Linked DNA regions of Oryctolagus cuniculus: region 1 is linked to region 2. A link is a contact called in public Hi-C data. All regions are on one chromosome and are shown on one strand. The core of a region is the stretch at or near the end of the contact, and the rest is flanking DNA. Distances in the headings are between cores, read along the strand shown.

Region 1 (3,671 bases), core at 430-2,929, 110 kb before region 2:
CGCATTCATTTTCAGCCTCTAGGATCGTTTCAGCTGGGCATACTGGCAATATTCTAAAAGAAGCAAAGCTCCACAGCCTTGGCCAGGTCATGACTGCAAGGCTAGGATGAGATCCGAGCTTTCACCATCTCTGGCTGAGAGCTTTACCCAGAGGACATCCCATGTCCAATTTTTAGCACAGTCCACACGTGCAGCTCCCGCAAACCAAGCACTGGGTAGTGCTGGGCCCGGCAGAAGAACGGCCCCCAAAGCTGTCTCGGCCCTCGTCCCTGGAACTGGTGCAGAATCAGGAAGGGATTTGGGAGACATGATTAAAGAGACGGAACTTGAGAGAGGGCGATTACCCTGCATTATTGGGGTGCGTCCAACCCAGCCCTGAGTCCTTCCTTGAGATTGCAGGATCTTTTCCAGCTGTGTCAGAGAGAGGAGCCTGGAAGCAGGAGGAGGGCTGGCCCCCTGGCCCCGCCATCGCTGACTTTGAAGATGGTCCAAGGAGGCCTAAGTCGAGCAACCCACACAACTGGGACGGGCCCTGGCTGACCGCCCCCAAGGAAACGGGGAACTCTTGCAACCTCAAGAAGCGAATCCTGCCCAAAACCCTCTTAAGCAGGGACATGGCTCCTCCCCTAGAGCCTCCAGAAAGAGGGGACCTCGGCCCACAGCGGATTTCAGCTCCTGGGGACCTGCACCAGCACCTGCTCTGCAGAGGTGCGGTATGGGACATGACGGTTGTTCGAAGTTCCGGCATTCACCGGAACTTGTTACAGCAGCAACGGGGGGTGCAAGCTCTTCTGAAAGGCTTGTCCTATTTCTCAGCGGGCTGATACGTGGAACGTCTGCTTGCCTGCCTGGGAATACCTTCTGACCAATTAATGGGATGCAGGCTCCCAGAGAGTACAAGGCAGTAGGGCTGTCGGGACAGCCGTGTACCCAGATATTAGGAGACACCTCTTCGTAATAACAAGGCCAGTATTTCTCACGCCCTTGCATGTACACAGCCAGCCTCTGGATCGCACAGGTGGAGCAGGGCCAGGTGGGTAAATGACATAATGTGGGATAAAATTCAAACCGTCTATGGAAAACGGGCCTTATAAGAAAACTATGAACGGACTTCAAAAAAGATTTTTTCACCAAAATAAGCATTTTTAAATCCCATTTCCCACGAACTTTTAAAATAAGTACCTTCATATGACCATCCCTGTGGTGGGGACGGTGGCCTGAGCTGGACGGTGCCTGCCACACCCAAAGCTCTTCCAACGTGGCACCTGCCAGTCAAATCCCGCAGAAGGGCCCCAGCGCGCCCCCGATCACCGTCGGTTCCTGCTGCAGCCACCAGAGGGCGCACAGAGCAACGGGACGGTAACGTGGGGAGACGGGCCGTGGGGGGGAACACGCGCCCCCGGAGCCTGCGCGGCACACATGTCACGCGGCTCCAGGCCTCGCTGCGGGTCCTGCGGGCTCCCTCGCGGCGGTCTGTCTTTACCACGTGGAGGGTGTGAGTGGAAGGAGGCTGTTCCGGGCGCTGAGAGCCGTGTTTGGCCCACGACCTGGAGGGCTGCATAGCCCGCGGCGGCCTCCACTGCACCTTTGGTCTCCCTCTCGTCCAGGGCTGTCTTGAAACACACGGACATCTCACTTGCTGCTGCCTTGCCCCCACGAGTCATCAGCCGCACACCCTGTAAGAACTCACGGGGCGGTCCGCACGCGCCCTGATTCCGCAGTTCTGCCTTTTCTCACACCACGCGGGGTCTGCGCAGGCGCCCTCTCGTGGTCAAAGCGCGTAACCGCAGAGACGAGGACCTTGATACAAACCGTTCCATTTGCCCAACTCCACCCGTGGCGTCTGCAGCGGTGGGGGTTTGTAGTTTTGGCAACAGAAGTTTCTGGAGGGGTGAGTAGCAGCACGGGAAGGGGGCTTACGCGAGGATTCGGCAGGCCAGCTTTTCTTTTTCTTTTTTAAACCGACTTCTCATGATTGTTGCAAAAAGTGGAGCTAAGTTTTCCCATCATTGGGTTTAAAATGGGAAGATGCAGGCCTGAGTGTTGTGGTGCTGCGGGTTGAGTGGCTGCTTCCCAGGTCTGACCGACAGTTCGAGTCCCGGCTGCCTCGCTTCCCACCCAGCTCCCTGCTAATGCGCCTGGGGTTGGGCAGGGCTTGGGCCCCTGCACCCACGGGGGAATCTGAGAAGAAGCTCTTGGCTCCTGGCTTTGGACCAGCTCAGCTTCGGCTGTTGCGGCCATTTGGGGAGTGAACCAGCGGATGGAAGACATCTCTGTCTTCATTACACATCCATTTGTTGGTGGGTGATAAGAAAAATGTTGAGAGAGGTTTCTGGCGACGAGGGCACAGCTGTGCTGCTGCACACTGACACAGCAGGATGTGCTGGGGGCCGTGCAGGGCGCCATCAATATTTCACAATGGAATAATTGGCTTCCTTTGAAAATGTAGCTTATAGGATTTCAGAATCTCTCTTTTATCACCTCCTTTATTTTTTCTGCAAGTGTTAGCCTATTTTGCTGCAAAAAGAGTAACCTTCTCTGTTGCTGGGATGAAAACCCTAATTACTCAGCATTTGAAGTGTGCAGGCTGCTCATGTTTCCACGGCGCCTTGATTAGTGTAATGGCAAATCAGAAACTGTCCAGGTTCCCCTTTAATCTTTGCGGTACACACGGGTGCAGGCTTTCTCTTTCTCAACTTCCCTTAAGTGTGGAAACTCGTCCAGCCTGCTCCACAGAAGGCACAGGGTCTGTGGTCGGAGCAGAGCGGTGCGGAAGACAGGGCAGGCGGCCAGGTGACAGGGCCTGAGGGGCCCAGATGGAATTGCTCAGAGTGGAAAGAAGGACCACACAGCCCAGTGGGCGTGGCAAGATGGGGAGGGGGCTCCTTCCAGAGAGTCGGGGCTCCCGGCCAGAAAGACCCAGAAAAGGACACTGGAGGCAATGGAGGGGGCTGTTGGCATGCTTTTAGACCATCATGAAGGACTTTTGGGGAGCAGGTGGGTGGGATGCCAGCGGCGGTGCCAGCTTCCGGATGGCCTGCATAACCTGCAGCCGACTGAACTTAGCTGAGCGCAGATAGGCCCCCACCTGGTTGGTTGCATTGTGCTTTTCTCCTCAAGACATAGGAACTGCGTACCGCAGAGCCAATGGAGAGTAAGCAGCTAATGGCTCATTCTTTATGCATAAAATGAAGATGTCCTGCCTGAAAATCAATTTACATTGAGCCCAAACACAAGCTCACACTCTAAGTAATTTATCCTCCCGTTCCTCCCATGGAGTTTAACAAACCCAAGCTGGGAAGATGGATTTACAGCACGACTTGTTCTTTCCTCCAAACTGAAATATCAATGCATCCAAGGAGGATTTAAAATCGATGTCATCCACATTCAAAACAGGGATGCCTTCTAGCATTTCAGGGCTAGATAGGACTCACCGTAAAGTGAATTCTGCTTGTACTCCTTATTCTGTTTCAGAGCCAAAACTACCTTCAAAACTTGGAATCCAATTATTTGAGTACTGCAACTTACCCTTAATGGTTTTTATTCATCAGGGATCAGTGACAAATTCACTTTTACAACAACAGAGCTTATAAGAATGGAAATCCAAGAAAGATTGCTATTTTAAGGGTGAATCTTGAGGCTAGCGCTGTGGCATAGTGGGTTGAACTGCC
Region 2 (4,093 bases), core at 935-3,434:
TCAAGAGCTCCTGGTCTATACATCATCATTAATTAAGAGAAGACAAATGGGGAGGGACAAAAGCATCCACGGATCGCCTTCATTTTGCTCTTTCCAAGGTAACAACCATATCGTGTAATCTTTGCCAAGAAAGCAAAGCAAAATTTTAGAAAGAGAAAAAAGAAAAGAAACATTTGGTGTCAACACGTTATGTATTTAGTTCTACAGCCATGACTGCTATAGGCTTTTCAAAGAGGACTGGGGCTGCCAGTTTGGGTTCTGACAGCAATGCAGCAGAATTTAAGGTGCTGTGACTAAAATATGTCCTAGGCAGGTTAATCTAGTCATGCAACATTTCAACAACGAAGAATCAAGGTATTCAGTGTAAAGGTGCATTCACTCCTATGAACATTGCAGGAGAAATACGGCCACCGGAGAGCCAAACTGCAGCAGACCCACACATGGATATGCCATCTCCCTTCCTCTCTCTCCCTCTCTCCATTCAGCCCTACACAACCCTATCTTTATCACCCAGCTACAGTCTCTGCAGGCGTCTCTGCATCCTGGTTCCCGCTGGATGAGTTATTCCCAGCCTGACATTGACCAAATGCCATGGGGGTGGGGGGACCCTATCCAGTAGCAAAGCAGGGACTTCACCAACCAGGGAACTCATCACCGTGGGTCTTGGGATATTTCGGTACCCAAGGGACACACAGGGCACCACCTAGCCATTGTAAGAGCCTGGAGAGTGGCTGTCTCCAGCAGAAGAAATAAAGTGTCCCATTTCCTCCAGTAAACGCCCTGGTTGGGTGATGCTGGCCAAAAGGGCACCAAACACTTCTCAGCAGGATCTTGCTCTTCTTTTTAAAGACTCTTCTCCCATCTCTCTCCCTGTGCACACCTCCAGAGTTCCTTCTAAGGGAGCCAACACAAAGGCCGCTCATCCTTCAGCCACAAGCTTTTCAGGGCTTGGCCACGCGAGGGAGAAGATCTGGTTGATTGGCAAAGTTGCGGCGAAGGGGAGAGCAACCATTAAAGACCGCCCCCTCCCCCCTTTCAGGTCAGACAGGAGATAAACGACAGAAACGGCGGAGACAGTCCAAGACCCTTGCAGTCGAGGGGCTGAGGAGAACAGTGTCACAGGCGGGCAGCTCGCTTCCAACCTGGGCACACCAGCAAGCCCTGAACGTGCAACCACGATCACCATTCTCCCGGGCGTGCGCCCCAACGCGACATGCCAACTTCCACATCCCCAAGTCATGGGGCCAGAGAAAGGGGAAGTGAGAACCCCTGCCCGCGGCCATCCGCACGCAGGACTCAGAGTTGCAGGGTCGAAACAGCAAACACTGCCCCCACAGTCTGGGCCGGTGGCCCCAAGTCCTGGCACTAGCAGACCTGTGGGTTTAGGGTGCAGCTCCGGGAGCGAGAAGACAACCACACGCTTCCACGGGATTGTACAAACCTGCGCCTACCCCTCTGCCTCCCTCCGCACTTCACATCCCAAGTGCATCCTGCCGGCCCCACTGCTTCCATAGGCACGCTCCTGCTCCCGGAGAGTCGCAGGAGAGGAGGGATCCTAGCGGGGATTCCTGGAAATGTCATCCCCCAACCCCTTGGGTCCGCCACCCCCATCCCCTCTGCTGAACCTTTCACTCACATTCACACACACACACACACACTCCTGTCGCGACTGTCACCAGGCCCGCGCGCTGACCCCGAAGCCCCGGGGTCTCGGCGCGCGCCGGACACCCGGCGTCTCCCCACTACGCCCCCTTCCCCCGCCTCGCTGGAGCTCGCCGGCTCCAGGCACTGCCCCCTGGACGTCGCCCGCCGTCCCCTCTCAACGGCACTATTGTTCCATGCAGCTCCTCCTGCCCCTTCGGCGGGCACCGGGGCTAGGTCTGGGCGGCATCCGCGCCGGGCACCCCCACTCCGCCACCCCTCCCCGGCCGTGGTACCTTGCCTGACAGCTGGGTCCGCGGGCCCGCGGGAGCAGGCGGCGCTAATGACAGCGTCGGTGCCAAGCCTGGGAATAAAGCTCCGCTCCAGCCGCTCCTACCTCGAGCGCCACCATCTTCTCCCGCTGCCGCGCCGCCGTCGCCGCGACCACAGCCGCCCTCGCCCAGCTCCGGCTCGGGCTCCGCAGCTGCCGCTCGGGCCCCTCCGGTCCCGCGGCCCCACCCCCTGCTCCCCTCCCGCCCGCCCGCCCGCCAGCTCGTTCGCTCGCTCTCTCGCTCGCCCCTCGTGACGCGCAGCGGGGCCGGGCCGCTCCGGCCTGTTGAGGGAGCGCGCCCGCGCGCGCGCTCGCCGCGTGCTAGTAGCGCCCCTGCCTCCCACGCCCACCCGCGTGCGCGCGCCGCGCGAGCCCGAGGCGGGCGGCTGGCTGCTGCACCCCGGCCACAGCCGCGCGGGTGAGCATGCCGGGTGTCCGCGCCCTCTTGCTGCCCGTCGCGCCCAAGGCGCTCTCGGGCGAGCCCCGCCAGCCCTCACTCGGGCTCCAGGCCGAGGGCAGGGAGGGAGACGTGCGGCTGCGTCCCTGAGGGGCCTGCCAGGGACTTCCACGCCCCTCCGCGGCAGCCTCAGGGGGTCCCCGGTTTGCTGACCAGCGGCTGTGGCCAACCTCTGCGCGTAGGAAGTGGCCAGGCCGCGTGTGCTCGCTCACTCGCTCGCTCGTTACTCCAAGCTTCCCGCTCCCCCGGCCCCCGAAACGCGGGTGCGGCTGTCTCCGGACGCGCTGCGCCCTGGCGCTGCCGCCGCAAGAGGGCGACGCGCGTTGGCTGGCGCCTGAGCCACGCCGGCCGGCTGGCGGCCCCGGAGGCGAACTGCCCGGTCCGACCAAGGAGAGCAGAAAGCCAGCCTCTGGGTTAAGGATGCCGGGAGACGTCCGGTTTTCCCGCTCGCGTGTCAGTTCTGGGTGCTCGGAACTTGCAGTGTCTCTGAGCCTGACAGAGGCCACCCGCCCCAGCTCGGGAAGGAGGGGACTGTTTTCAGGGGACCGGGTGGCAGGTGCTGTGCGTTAATGAGAAGCTATGGGCTGATGGACAGGCAGGTCCCGGGGGGTGGGGTGCGGTGGGGGTGGGCTTGCACTCTGGCGCCAGCCTCCCCTGTAATTGGCTTTGTCGGGGTCCAGTTGTGCCCCCTCTCCAGGACACACATTTCCCAGTGATGATGAAGCCCCATGATCCACACAGCCCTCTTCATACACAAGCTCGGATTCTCGTCTAGTATGACGATGAACCTTGGTTATCCAGACACGGTGGAAAACGGAGCTTTTACCACACCGTGTTTCCATATTATTTAAGCACCATTCCTGCAGAGATATCAGCGGGGCAGGGCACACAGCATGAAGCCTTCTGGAAATCCTTTCAATTTAAAATTCGTATCAATTTGCTTTGTACCTCACAGCGAACCTCTGCCGGGGATGGGGAGTGGCCTTAATAAACAAGAGCTCTTCCCTCCCCCACAGAAGGCCTTTTAGTAAAATGTAAATATTTTAAGCCAGGAAGATGTATCACGCTAGTCCTGTGACATTGTTCGATTTTTTTCCCTCACTATTGATTTGGCGTATGCTCTTACAGGAGCCGGCCGTGGTCTTTGTTCCACTGCCTCTCGCTGGGGTAGATGATATTAAACACTCAGAACTCATTACGAGGAACCGTGATAAGTTATCAACCGCAAAGGCGCTGAAGGTGCACGGGGGCAACCTGATCGGACTCCAGGACTAGGTCAAGGCTTTCTAAGGAAATGTCATTCCAGGTTGCCCAGGAGAGGCAGCAGTGAGACGCTCCAGGGACAGGACAGCAAACGTGAAAAGGCCCCAGCAGCTGGGGCTGGAGGGCCACAAGGCGGAGAGACAGTAGCAGCCAGAACCTGTAGGGGAGACTGTGAGCCAGTTAAAACAAGGCTATTCTTTTATGATCCTAGAAAGTCACGGAATATATATATATATATATATATATATATTTTTTGGACAGGCAGAGTTAGACAGTGAGAGAGAGAGAGAGACAGAGAAAAATGTCTTCCTTTTTCTGTTGGTTCACCCCGCCATGTGGCCGCTATGGCCAGTGCGTTGCAGCCGGCACGCTGCGCCAATCCAAAGCCAGGAGCCAGGTGC

What was found. A called contact is a pair of places that touch in the nucleus more often than the background predicts.
Region 1: a contact with region 2 is called in a Hi-C map of psoas muscle, with 4 times the contacts expected there. The contact joins the enhancer-like site here to the promoter of APBA1 in region 2. A contact is called at or near these places in 3 of 6 Hi-C or Micro-C datasets (ear pinna, psoas muscle and an unstated tissue).

What each region holds. Positions count from the first base shown.
Region 1 is chr1:160,909,934-160,913,604 of mOryCun1.1, reverse strand. The region is part of intron 1 of APBA1 (amyloid beta precursor protein binding family A member 1); the gene reads right to left. Among named protein-coding and RNA genes, the nearest start is that of APBA1, 110 kb to the right of the region's middle. Within about 2 kb of position 1,679, at least 1 of the 8 cell types and tissues checked has an H3K27ac peak or open chromatin away from gene starts, as enhancers often do.
Region 2 is chr1:160,800,234-160,804,326 of mOryCun1.1, reverse strand. It overlaps APBA1 (amyloid beta precursor protein binding family A member 1), which reads right to left and starts at 2,184. Exons shown (of 12, transcript XM_051846441.2): 1 at 1,938-2,184.